Linked DNA regions of Mus musculus: region 1 is linked to region 2. Evidence: chromatin contacts called from public Hi-C data. All regions are on one chromosome and are shown on one strand. The core of a region is the stretch at or near the end of the contact, and the rest is flanking DNA. Distances in the headings are between cores, read along the strand shown. Region 1 has its middle 12 kb from the start of Gm26160. Region 2 holds the start of 2310001H17Rik (RIKEN cDNA 2310001H17 gene).

Evidence for each region. A called contact is a pair of places that touch in the nucleus more often than the background predicts.
Region 1: a contact with region 2 is called in a Hi-C map of liver, with 2.9 times the contacts expected there. The contact joins the enhancer-like site here to the promoter of 2310001H17Rik in region 2. A contact is called at or near these places in 16 of 39 promoter capture datasets (the 3T3-L1 cell line, 3T3-L1-derived adipocytes, the C10 cell line and 10 more), 2 of 15 datasets of contacts at CTCF or cohesin (CD8 T cells and the NIH/3T3 cell line), 50 of 484 Hi-C or Micro-C datasets (the AML12 cell line, the AtT-20 cell line, B cells and 38 more), 12 of 115 datasets of contacts at active chromatin or transcription factors (the 230-238 cell line, CD8 T cells, the HPC-7 cell line and 9 more) and 2 of 9 other capture datasets (bone marrow-derived macrophages and embryonic stem cells).

The regions. Positions count from the first base shown.
Region 1 is chr6:129,159,871-129,165,253 of GRCm38.p6, reverse strand. No RefSeq gene overlaps it. Among named protein-coding and RNA genes, the nearest start is that of Gm26160, 12 kb to the left of the region's middle. Within about 2 kb of position 3,908, at least 30 of the 459 cell types and tissues checked have an H3K27ac peak or open chromatin away from gene starts, as enhancers often do. A contact at or near this core is called in 3T3-L1-derived adipocytes, hepatocytes and liver, where this site is marked.
Region 2 is chr6:129,234,964-129,240,563 of GRCm38.p6, reverse strand. 2310001H17Rik (RIKEN cDNA 2310001H17 gene) reads left to right here and starts at 2,082. Exons shown (of 4, transcript NR_040268.1): 1 at 2,082-2,128; 2 at 2,720-2,825.

The sequences.
Region 1 (5,383 bases), core at 2,659-5,158, 77 kb after region 2:
GATGATCACAATCAGCTATTGGATGGGTCACACGGCCCCTAATGGAGGAGCTAGAGAATTTACCCAAGGAGCTAAAGGGAACTGCAACCCTATAGGTGGAACAACAATATGAACTAACCAGTACCCGGGAGCTCTTGTCTTTTGCTGCATATGTATCAAAAGATGGCCTAGTGGTCATCACTGCAAAGAGAGGCCCTTTGGACTTGCAAACTTTATATGCCCCAGTACAGGGGAACGCCAGGGCCAAAAAGGGGCAGTGGGTGGGTAGGGGATTGGGGGGGTGGGTATGGGGGACCTTTGGGATAGCATTGAAAATGTAAACGAGGAAAATACCTAATTAAAAAAAAAGAAAAATAATAAAGAAATGATATCAGCCTAGCTGTCCATCAATGGATGAATGAATAATGAAAACATTCTACACAGACACAGTAGAATTTTATTCATTCATATAAAAATGAATTTTCAGGAAAATCACAGATCTGGAAATCATTATTATATTAAGTGAAGTATCCCAGACTCAGAAAAACTGATACTACATATTGTCTCTCATTTCGAAGATGCTAGATTTCAATTTACATACATATTTTAATTTACATATGTACTTATATAGCTATTGAAGTTTTATATATATATATTATTTTTAATTTACACACATACATAGGATATATAGAGAGTGTATGAGAGAAAGAGAGAGTATGTATGAGTAAGAGAGAGAGAGACACAGAGAGAGAGAGAGGTCATGAAACTAGAAAGGGGTCAATGAAAAGGCAATAAAGGTTTGTGGTGTACATTGACATGAAAGCAGAAAGGTAGATACTGGGTGTAGAAATGTACAAGTGGAGGTGAGGAGATGGGCGATGGGAGTGTTTTGGCCTAGTGCTTACTTCCTTGAAGAATTGGTTTCTGCTGAGAATGTTATGAAATATATGTACAAAGGACCAAGAGATGGCTCAGCAGGTAAAACCACTTACATTGCAAGCCTAATGACCTACACTTGATAGAATTAAATGGCAGATACTGTGGTAAGTATCAGCAATTGATCACTCCTCTCATGAGATGGGAGACCTGCCCAGAAGATCATGGGCCAGTTAGCCTGGAGAACATAAAGCAGCATAAACAAGAGAGAGCCTGTCTCAACAAGGTGAAAAGAGAGAACTATCTTAGTTGAGGTTTCTAGTGCTGTACTGCAACATCAGGACCAGAACAACTTGGTAAGAAAAGGGTTTTTGTTTTTTTTTTTTTTTTCACTTATACCTTCCATATCACAGTTTGTTATTATCTTAGTCACTGTTCTATTTTTTTGAAGAGGCAGCATGACCAAGGTAACTCAAACAAAAGTATTCACTTCTGGATTTGCTTACAGTTACAGAGACTTACTGTAATCATGGCAGGGAGCATGTGGGCAGACATGGCAATGGAGAAGTTGCTGAGAGCTACACCCCAATCTGTAGACAAAGAGAGGTAGTCAAGGCCTGGCACAGACTTTTGAAACCTTAAAACACACCACACCCCAAGTGACACATTTTCTTCAGAAAGGCCACACCTCTAAACTTTCTGATTTTTTTCAAATAGTGCCACTCCCTTGCGATGAAGTATTAAAATATTTAAGTCTATGGGGGCCATTCTTATTCAAAATATCATATTTATCAAAGGAATTCAGGGTAGGAACTCAAACAGGACAGGAATCCAGAGTCAGGAAAAGATGCAAGAGCCATGGAGGAGTACTCAGTACTCTCTGTGATCTCTTTATACCTCAAAACCAGTACCACCTGGATGACTTTTACATTACCAGTTTTGGCTGGCTGCCCAAGGTGTAGCCTTTGGCATTTCTGCACCACAGCTTCTGTGTGGTGACCCTGAGGAAGAACTTCCCAGAAGATATGGCTTCAATTACGCTGCTCTGTTTCAGCCCCAGTTGACTAATAATGATTGTCCCATCAAAGCTAAAGTTTCACTTTAATAGATCCTGTTTCATGCAAATCACAACTGGTTCTTTAGCACTGGCCACTCAGAATCACAGATTCATAATTCAGATATTGAACAGCCCCAATCAAGTCTGTAAGATACTCTCTAACCTCCCTCTGAAACTTCAGAAGCCAAGCCTCCATCATCTGCATTTCTCTCCTCTGTGGTCAGAATATTCAATAGCTTTTTACTCCAAATTTCAAATGCCACAACAATCCTCCTACAAATGCTCTGTTGGATCTGTCACAGTAATAGAACACTCCTGATACCGATCTTTGCCTTATTTAGAGTTTCTATTGCTGGGATAAAACACCACTTGTAGAAAAGTGTTCATTAGAGCTTACAATTCTCAGGTCACACTCCCTCGCTGAGGGAACTCAGGAAGAAATTCAACACAAGAATATGAAGACAGAAACTGCTGTAGAGGCCATTGAGGACTCTTGATAACTGGCTTTCTCTCCAAGGGTTGCTCAGTCTGACTTCTTATATCACCTTAGACCACTGACTCAGGAATGCCACCACAATTGGCTGAACCTACATACATCAATCACTAATTAAGAAAACGACAAACAGGCTTGCCTACAGTACAATATTATGGAGTTATTTTTTCTGTTGAGGTTTTCTTCTTTCAGATGACTCTAGTTTATAGCAGGTTGGCATAAAGCTATCCAGCACAATGTTCAAATCATGATACACACATGACCACATTCACATATACATATATAATATACAATATATATATATATATATATATATATATATATATATGTATATATATATATAATACAACAAAATAAATAATTCAAGTGTTTTTGTAAATATTTGTTCTTTATTAAAATTAATTATTTTTATCCTAACTCTTCAAAAACAGTAGAGATAGCAAATTGAACTCAAACAGAAAAATGTCTCAAAGTTTTCAGAAACTACAGATCTTCCATAGTTGAAAAGGGATAAATATTGGTATCAAAGATTCATTTTGAGAGAGTAAAGATGGGCCACAATAGCCATTTTGTCTGTCTTTCTTGTAAACAGATGGTGTTCCTGGAATTATTGAGGCTTAGAATCTGAGAACAAGGCAGGCTTGTCTGCCCATTCTTATTAAGCCAATAAAATGAACAATAGACAAAGGAAATGTATTCATTGAGGACACATTAGGAAGTTGGGCATAGATCCAGTGACTCTTCCAAGTCCATCTTTGGTGTCATGGAATGAGGTTTAGGTTTGAATAGAGGGCCAGATCTAGACATCCTGGTCAAACCTGGTTCCAATGGGTATAGCCAATCTTATCATCAAACAAAAACTGCCTTTTCCTAAAATAATGAATCAAGCACATCCCTTCATGACTTGAACATAGAAATGTAGTTCTTTACTCTCTCTCTCTCTCTCTCTCTCTCTCTCTCTCACACACACACACACACACACACACACACACACACACACACACACACACACACACCATTAAGTAAAGGAAAGAAGCAGTTATTTTCTGTGACTTCCAAATATCAAATCTAAGTCTTAACTGTGACTAGACTCTGGACTGGGGTAAAGTGTTTCAAAATATCTAACAGATATTTTAGTAAAACTCAGAAAGTTCAGATATAAAATTTATCTTAGAATAAATGATGAAGTGACTGAATTTTTATTTCTAATCATTCAGAATAAAAAGAGTCAATAGACAGCCATTTGTGGCTCATACTTTTACTCTCAGCACTTAGGATGCATATGCAGGGGGAACTCAGAGTTTGAGGCTAACCTGGTCTACACAGTGAGTTTCTGCCAGAACAGCCAGGGCTACTCAGAGAAACCCTCTCTAAAACAAACAAAGGAGGAAAAAAAGAAATAAGACAGATTTGGGAAAATGTTGTGAGTTAGGTATGGATGGATTCGAGAGAACACTGTTGCTCAACTGTTTTTGAGCTTTTGCAAGGCCATGAAACTTCTCTAAGCACCGGGCTTTCAAAGCTGTACTTATGCAATGGACCTGGTTTTGAATTAAGTGACACTACAGCTGTAGTTTAGAATCCAAAAGCATCTAAAGCATCCCAACTTTTCCTCTTTTGTTAAAAGTCGCCAAGACATGACATGTTCCACTTCTTTTCTTCACCAAAACTAAGATGCATTCCCTAGAAAAAATATTTTCAAAATAAATGAGACATGTTCCATTGACTGAAGTCCTCTTCATGTCTGGGTCTGTGTGTGTGTGTGTGTGTGTGTGTGTGTGTGTGTGTGTGTGTATGTGTTCACAAGCATGCAAATACACATGTCTGAGAGAACAGAAAAAGAGGATATCCGATGTCCATTTTTATCACCTCTCCATTTTATTCTTTGAGACAGGGTCTCTCATTGATCCTGGAAGTAGGCTGGCAGTAGCCCCTGTTATCCTCCTGGCTACAGACGCTTCCACACACAGCACCACTATACACAAATCAGGAGTCACGTGGGTAACAACAATCATCTGACTTGACATAGGTATTGGGAGTCTTTTGTCTTTTGAGAGAAGGTCTCATATAACCCAGACTGACCTCAAATTCACTATGCAGCTGAGGATGACCTTAAACACCTATTCCTTGGGCCTTCTACTTCTAAGATGCTGGGATTATAACTATAGACCACCACTCCTAGCAGGAAAATACTTCTGAGGCCATTTAGTCCTAACTGACTTTTCTATACTAACTATCTGGAGCTTAGTACAAAACAAAATAATATTAAAGTTTCATATGATAGAAATTAAATAAAAGTCCAACTTTTATATCTTTCCTTATATCCATGCCATTTGTAATGTGACTTGGAACTCCCTACCTTTGAACTTGGGTTGAACTTGGCTTGTCCAGCAGAGTTGCATGGAGGCCCAGTCTTGTGTGTCTTCCAACTATGTCCAATGTCCATGTAAACAAGGTGATAAAAACTGGAAGCATGTGTTATGCCAGCTGGGCCTTAGGTAATAACTCAGGAATTAAAGATTTTGAAAGTCAGCCAGGGCAAAAGTCATCTGACACTTGACCTATGGAGAGATCTCACCTAGTCACATGACAAAGCTGAAGCACTGTTTTTAAAGCTAGAGCACCGAGATGCTTGTCATGCCGAATAGGCCACAGATGACAATCCTATTTATAGTTATTTACGCCTTTGTAATTCTAGCTTAGCATTATGTAATTTAGTGAGTTCAGCCTGAAATGCATATGAATCACTTGGTAGTGATTTGTTTACTCTGGTTAAAATGATTAGAAATTTTAACATTTTTTCATTGTTCTTGTGTTGTTGTTGTTCATCTAGGTTATTTTTATCTGTGTTCAAGTGGTAAACACTATGGATCCTAATTGAGAAAAGCATCCAGCTCAACCAAGCAGCTTGGTCAAGTGGTAAGTAGTGTGAAAATGACTAAGTGCATAAAGCGTATGACCCTAAGGAGACATGGAAC
Region 2 (5,600 bases), core at 833-3,332:
GTCTACCTGGACAATCAAGTCATCTGCTACAAGAAACTACTTAATAAAAGAATAAATAAGTTAACATTCTCTTCCTTCCAACAATCTCATAATTAAAAAAGCAATTCTTTAGTTCATTCTCTTCCAGTCTGTATAACCCTTTTTTTTTTGTTCTTATATGAAGCCATGAAGTCTTTCTCTTCTTCACAATGAGCTGGGACTCCCAGTCTAGTGTGAAAACATGTGAGAATGGATGTCTTTGTTTCAGATTCTAGAGTAAAACATATTTTGTCTCTCACCTTGAAACCCAATGTCAGCTGATAGCTTAGGCAAGCAGATCTCCTGGCATTCAATGCTAGCAAGATGAAGGTGTTCCTAGTATATCAACATAATGGAAGACTAGTATTTCATAACAAATGCGAAGAAAGTAATCAACTGATCTTTATCTGAAAAAAAAAAAACAACATACTTGTGAAAGTAACTTTACATCATACTCTAACCACACCCGCAGGGATGCAGTAGTTCATCAAACAAGAGTGGAGTCCACTATTTGGGTTCTGTGGGCCGTGATTTTGCACTTAAGTCTATAAGAATACAGAAATACAGTCTCCTTCTTTAACAACTCTGTTGATTTTCTGGTTTTGAATCACACATTTGCCCATCTCTGATATTTTCCAGTTTGCTAGTGACTTCGTCTGCCATGTACACTAATTTGAAACGGTATTTCCAACCCTCTCTAAATCTTGAGTCTTTTATCTCTCACCTGAACCCTCACCACCACGCATCATACTTGAACTATATGCATGAGCATCAGCAGTCAGAGATAGCAAGTTCACAATGACCTCTAAGTCATGCAGACACAGACACTAATGCAAGATGGGCAGAGAGGTGGGTACAAATAGACTTTGTGAGTGTCTCTCTGCAAATAGTTCTATTTCTATTTCTATTGCTCTTAGCGTGGCTATTTTCTTACAGAATCCCGTAGCTGCAGTGATTCTGGAAATGGAATTTTTGAGAAGCGGTGTCCAGGTGAGAATCTCTTTCAATAGTCTCTTGATGGTTCTCACGGCCCCAGTGTGATAGAAACTAGATAGAGGGATTGCTGCTTGATACATGATTTGAAAAGTTGGTTTGACTTGTTTAGCCACGGAATTTTTTACACCTCTGATGTTTTGACTGAGTCTATGTGTGCTTTAGCTGATGTGACTTGCATAATGATTTATCTCATCACTTCGCTAGAATTAAAGCCTGAAATGATAAGTAGTCTGGTTTTTTGTTTGCTTGTTTGTTTGTTTGCTTGTTTGTTTGCTTGCTTGTTTCTTTCTTTCTTTTGGCTTGTTTTTTTGTTTGTTTGTTTTGTTTTGTTTTTTTCTCTACATATCAACTGTGAATTGTCACAGTATAGTAGCATTTTCTCACAAAGCTCTTTAAAGCTTTGGGGACATAGAATGTCTATCTGTGAAAAATATCATATAAACTAAATGTTGTATATGCATGAAAGAAATTATTTAGGCATTGATTTACAATCATATAAGTTATGAGGTAGCTTTTCTATATCAATTCATTGTAATTAACTGTTAAATGAAATTCATCACTTTACATCACTAGTTTTCCTGACCCACTTTTCAATATAAAGTAGCTTATAAATGTTTGCAAAAGAAAGAGTATCTGGGAGGTAACAAATAAGAGATGTGTGTTAATGCACCTTATAATTATAAACTTAGTTTATCTTTGGCTTGAGTCATGACTATGGACGATACAAGCCAAGCAACAAGCAGAAGATACAAACAGGAGGTAGGAAAGGATGTCACACCTTGTCTTGATGTTCGGAAACATTTATTAATTTTATTTATTAATTTTATTTTTAATAAAAAAGTTTATTAATTAGAATTTATGTCCATTGGAGATGGAACTGTTTTCCTGAGGGATGGGATGTCTGTTAGATTTTTGATAGATTATTTCTTCTCTTTCTGTTTTAATTGGAGGCTTAACATACACATTTCACGGGATATGACTTGTGACAGGCACCCGTGTGCCGCCCCACCCCACCTCTCCCCGCCCTGCCAGGCTGGGGCTCCTGCCCTGTAGAACTCAGAGATGGAGCCGGCGCCACCTGACTAGGGAGGACTAGTTTAGATCTCCAGATTCGGTACAGTGGGAATACCTGAGGGAAGAGTTTCAGAGTTATTTGAGGAGCAGGGACGCCCACGGGTTCCAACCAATGCCCTCCTTACTTGTTTTGTGTTTCGTTTTAGTTATTAGCGATGCGGTTGGATGAGACTTTGTTGTTTCATATGAAAGAATTTGCTTTGAGGGAGCCGGGAGCAGCACTACAATCCGCAGGGTTGTTTATTTTAAATAGGGCTCTGCACGGTGTTATTTATGACACCGTGATGTTGACACTTCGAGTTCTTTTAAAGTTATATTTTTATTTGCATTCCTGTGTGAGGGAAGGGAGGGGGAGAGGATGGGAGGAGCTTCCTGTGTGCAAGCCTGCAGGTGCGCCAGTGCTCAGCAGAGGGCACTGAATGCTGCGGCACTCGGGTTAACAGATGGTAGTGAGCTGTCTGAACTACTTAAAATTTTCAGGTAAAAGGGCAGCAAGCATTCTTAAACTGCTGAGCGGCCCTCTAGGTGTTCTTTGCTGGGGCAGGGGAGTTAGCAGGGAGGAAGTGGAGAGAACTGGGAGAGTTGAGACCCTCCTTCTGAGCGTTAAGCTGCATGTAGATAATATCTGCAGGTGTGGCACAATTGAAAAGGCAGTGGCTTTCAGGCTAGTCACTGCACGGACTAGTAAGGCAGCTCTCTTGCTCCCAGCACCGTGCATCTGATTCTCCGTTCTCAGGGTGAGTAGCCCCTCCAGTTCTCAACATACACATGTTGGTAATTTCACTGTGTGTGTGTGTGTGTGTGTGTGTGTGTGTGTGTGTGTGTACATATAAAGGTTAGAGATCAACTTTTCGGTGTCAGTCAAATGTGAGGCCCAGGAATGTACCCAGGTCAGTAGCCCCGGCAAAGCCCAGTGAGTCATCTCAGATACCTTCGTTTCAGGACTTTTGCTTAGGTCTGTAATTGTCTATAGAGCAGATAATTCTTAGTATAAGAAGCAGTGGGGTTTTTACTGTGCATCTTGCCTCCCCCTCCCCCTTTTCTTACACTGGCACAGTTTTCAATTTGATATTGAGGAGGGCACCCATATTTTCCTTGAAGAACATATAGTATCACTTTTACAGGCCCAATGATTTGATAATCTTATGGATTTTCATGTCCCATACTGTTTTGGGAATACCTGTGCATTAGTGTGTCTCCTTGCCTGATTTGTTTGGTCTTCTCCTTCATTGGCTAAAAACTCTTCAAGCCCAACCCACCGCCAGCTGTGTACTAAGTGTAGCAAGGTCATACCTCCTAAAGGTTTCCCAACCTCCCCTAAACATCACCACCAACTGGGGACCAAGTGTTCATATACAGGAGCCTATGAGGGGCTTTTCTCATTCAAATCATCACAGTGCATCACTGGAGGAAAGTGAAGGCAGCAGACCTTTGAAGCAGTTGGTCACAATCCAGCCACTGTGGAAAGAAAGAACAATGAAGCTTAGTGCAATTTCTTCACTCTCTGACAGTCCAAAATCCCCTGCTCAAAGAATGGTTTCATCTCAGTGGGAGGATTTTTTTTCCCCATGTTAGTTTTCCTCAGATGCACCCACATACCATCCTAATCTAGATAATCCTTCATGGAAACTCCCTTTGCAAGTGATTTCAGATTGTGTTAAATTGAGAGCCAAAACCAACCACGCAAAGGTGTTTTTTTTTTTAATGTTTTTTTAGGTATTTTCCTCATTTACATTTCCAATTCTATCCCAAAAGTCCCCCATACCCTCCCACCCACTCCCACTTTTTGGCCCTGGTGTTCCCCTGTACTGAGGCATATAAAGTTTGCACGACCAATGGGCCTCTCTTTCCACTGATGGCCGACTAGGCCATCTTTTGATACATATGCAGCTAGAGACAAAAGCTCCGGGGTACTGGTTAGTTCATATTGTTGCATACGAAGGTGTTTTAAGAGGTGGGTGTGATGACTTTTGCGTTGTTCTTCTCTGCGGGGAAATCTCTTAAGAGTCTGTTCTGACTGTGCCCAGTTTCTGGAATTCCCCACTTGTTTAGTCAGCACTCATGGAAAACACTATTAGCTTTAGCCACGGGCCAGCACATGTAGTGTAGTCTGGGACTCTAGCATTGGAATTCATGACGCATCTTGTAACAGGAGGCCTGGAGCACATGCTGTAACTGAGCCCTGAGGTTCTAACATGCTCCAAACAAGACTCGTGATGGAAATATGGAGTTTAGTCAAAATACAAAATGCCTGTGTGAGGAACACAGAAATGAATCCCATCTTCTAGAGAATGGACATCAGCTAGGGTTTCAGCAGAGGAAGTATTAGTGCAGGGCCCAGAGGGCTTCCTGACTAAGCGCTCTCAGTCTGACAGTGCTATAGTTGATCATTTGCTCAGTTCCTGTTCTTCCAGGTGGTTTGGAGAGTCCTCTTGCTCAAGAGAACCATCTGCTTCCTTAATTCTTCCCCTGCTTATGCCTAAAGCCATGTTAGGATCCCAAGATGAGCTTGAGGTCACCGGATCCCTTTGTTGATTCCTTTTCCTGGCACATTGATTGAATTGCCTGTCTCTGACCCTTACTTCTGAGTGACAAATGAAGTTTGGCTGGTCCCCCACAAAGGAAAAGAGTCAGAGGATGGAGACAGGCTGACAGTTTCTCAGTGTCATTGGTTTGGAGAGTTGTCCTTGGCAATGTTCTGAAGAAGTGTCCTTCCCAATCTTTGAACTGTTCTAGGGGATTATCATGTTGACTGCCAAGTCGTTCTCTATATTGATGGGTCCCAGAAAATCTGGTGGCCTTTGTAAGCCCCTCCTGAATCTGCAGGGTGTCTGAGCCCATTTCCATCTTCTGGACAGAGACAAGGAAGGAAACGTACAATATGGCTGCTAACCTGCTCCCCACCCTTTTCCTACCCACTGACACCCACCCTCAGAGGGCTTCCATCCCAACATGCTATGTGGAAGAAGTCCTCTATTTTTTTTTTTTTTCATATTGAGGATTTTTGTTTTTTTTCCATGAAGTCATTTTCCTTGTGTCAATGCCTTCTTTCTCTACTCTTGTTGGGCAGTGGAAGGGATAAGCAAGGCTCTCTGTATTGGTAATGGGTAGCTCTAGGTAACTGGCTGGGGGGGTACACAAATGAGCTGAGAAACATCTCTTCTTCCTCCTCCAAGTCCTGTCCCACAGGCTGTGGCACCAGTATGTAGGGACCTGAAGGAAAGAATGGGTGTTGTACTTCTAAAAAGATAAGGAGAAAAGAAATATGTTTGGTGAATAAGTAGTCAGGTTTAGGGAAGGGGGTGCCTCTGCAGGCCCTTGATAAGGCATCCCTTCCCCCTGAGGGACCAGCTACAGGATGGTATAGTACGGAATAGTTTATTCAGGGCATGGGGAGGGGAGTTGAGATGGTAGTAGAGACAGAGAAAGGTGGGGGTAGGGGGGGTGGGGGTGGAGAGTAGGGAGTAGGGGCTGGCCATGAGCACTTGGAGAGAGAGGGAAGGGGAATGTGG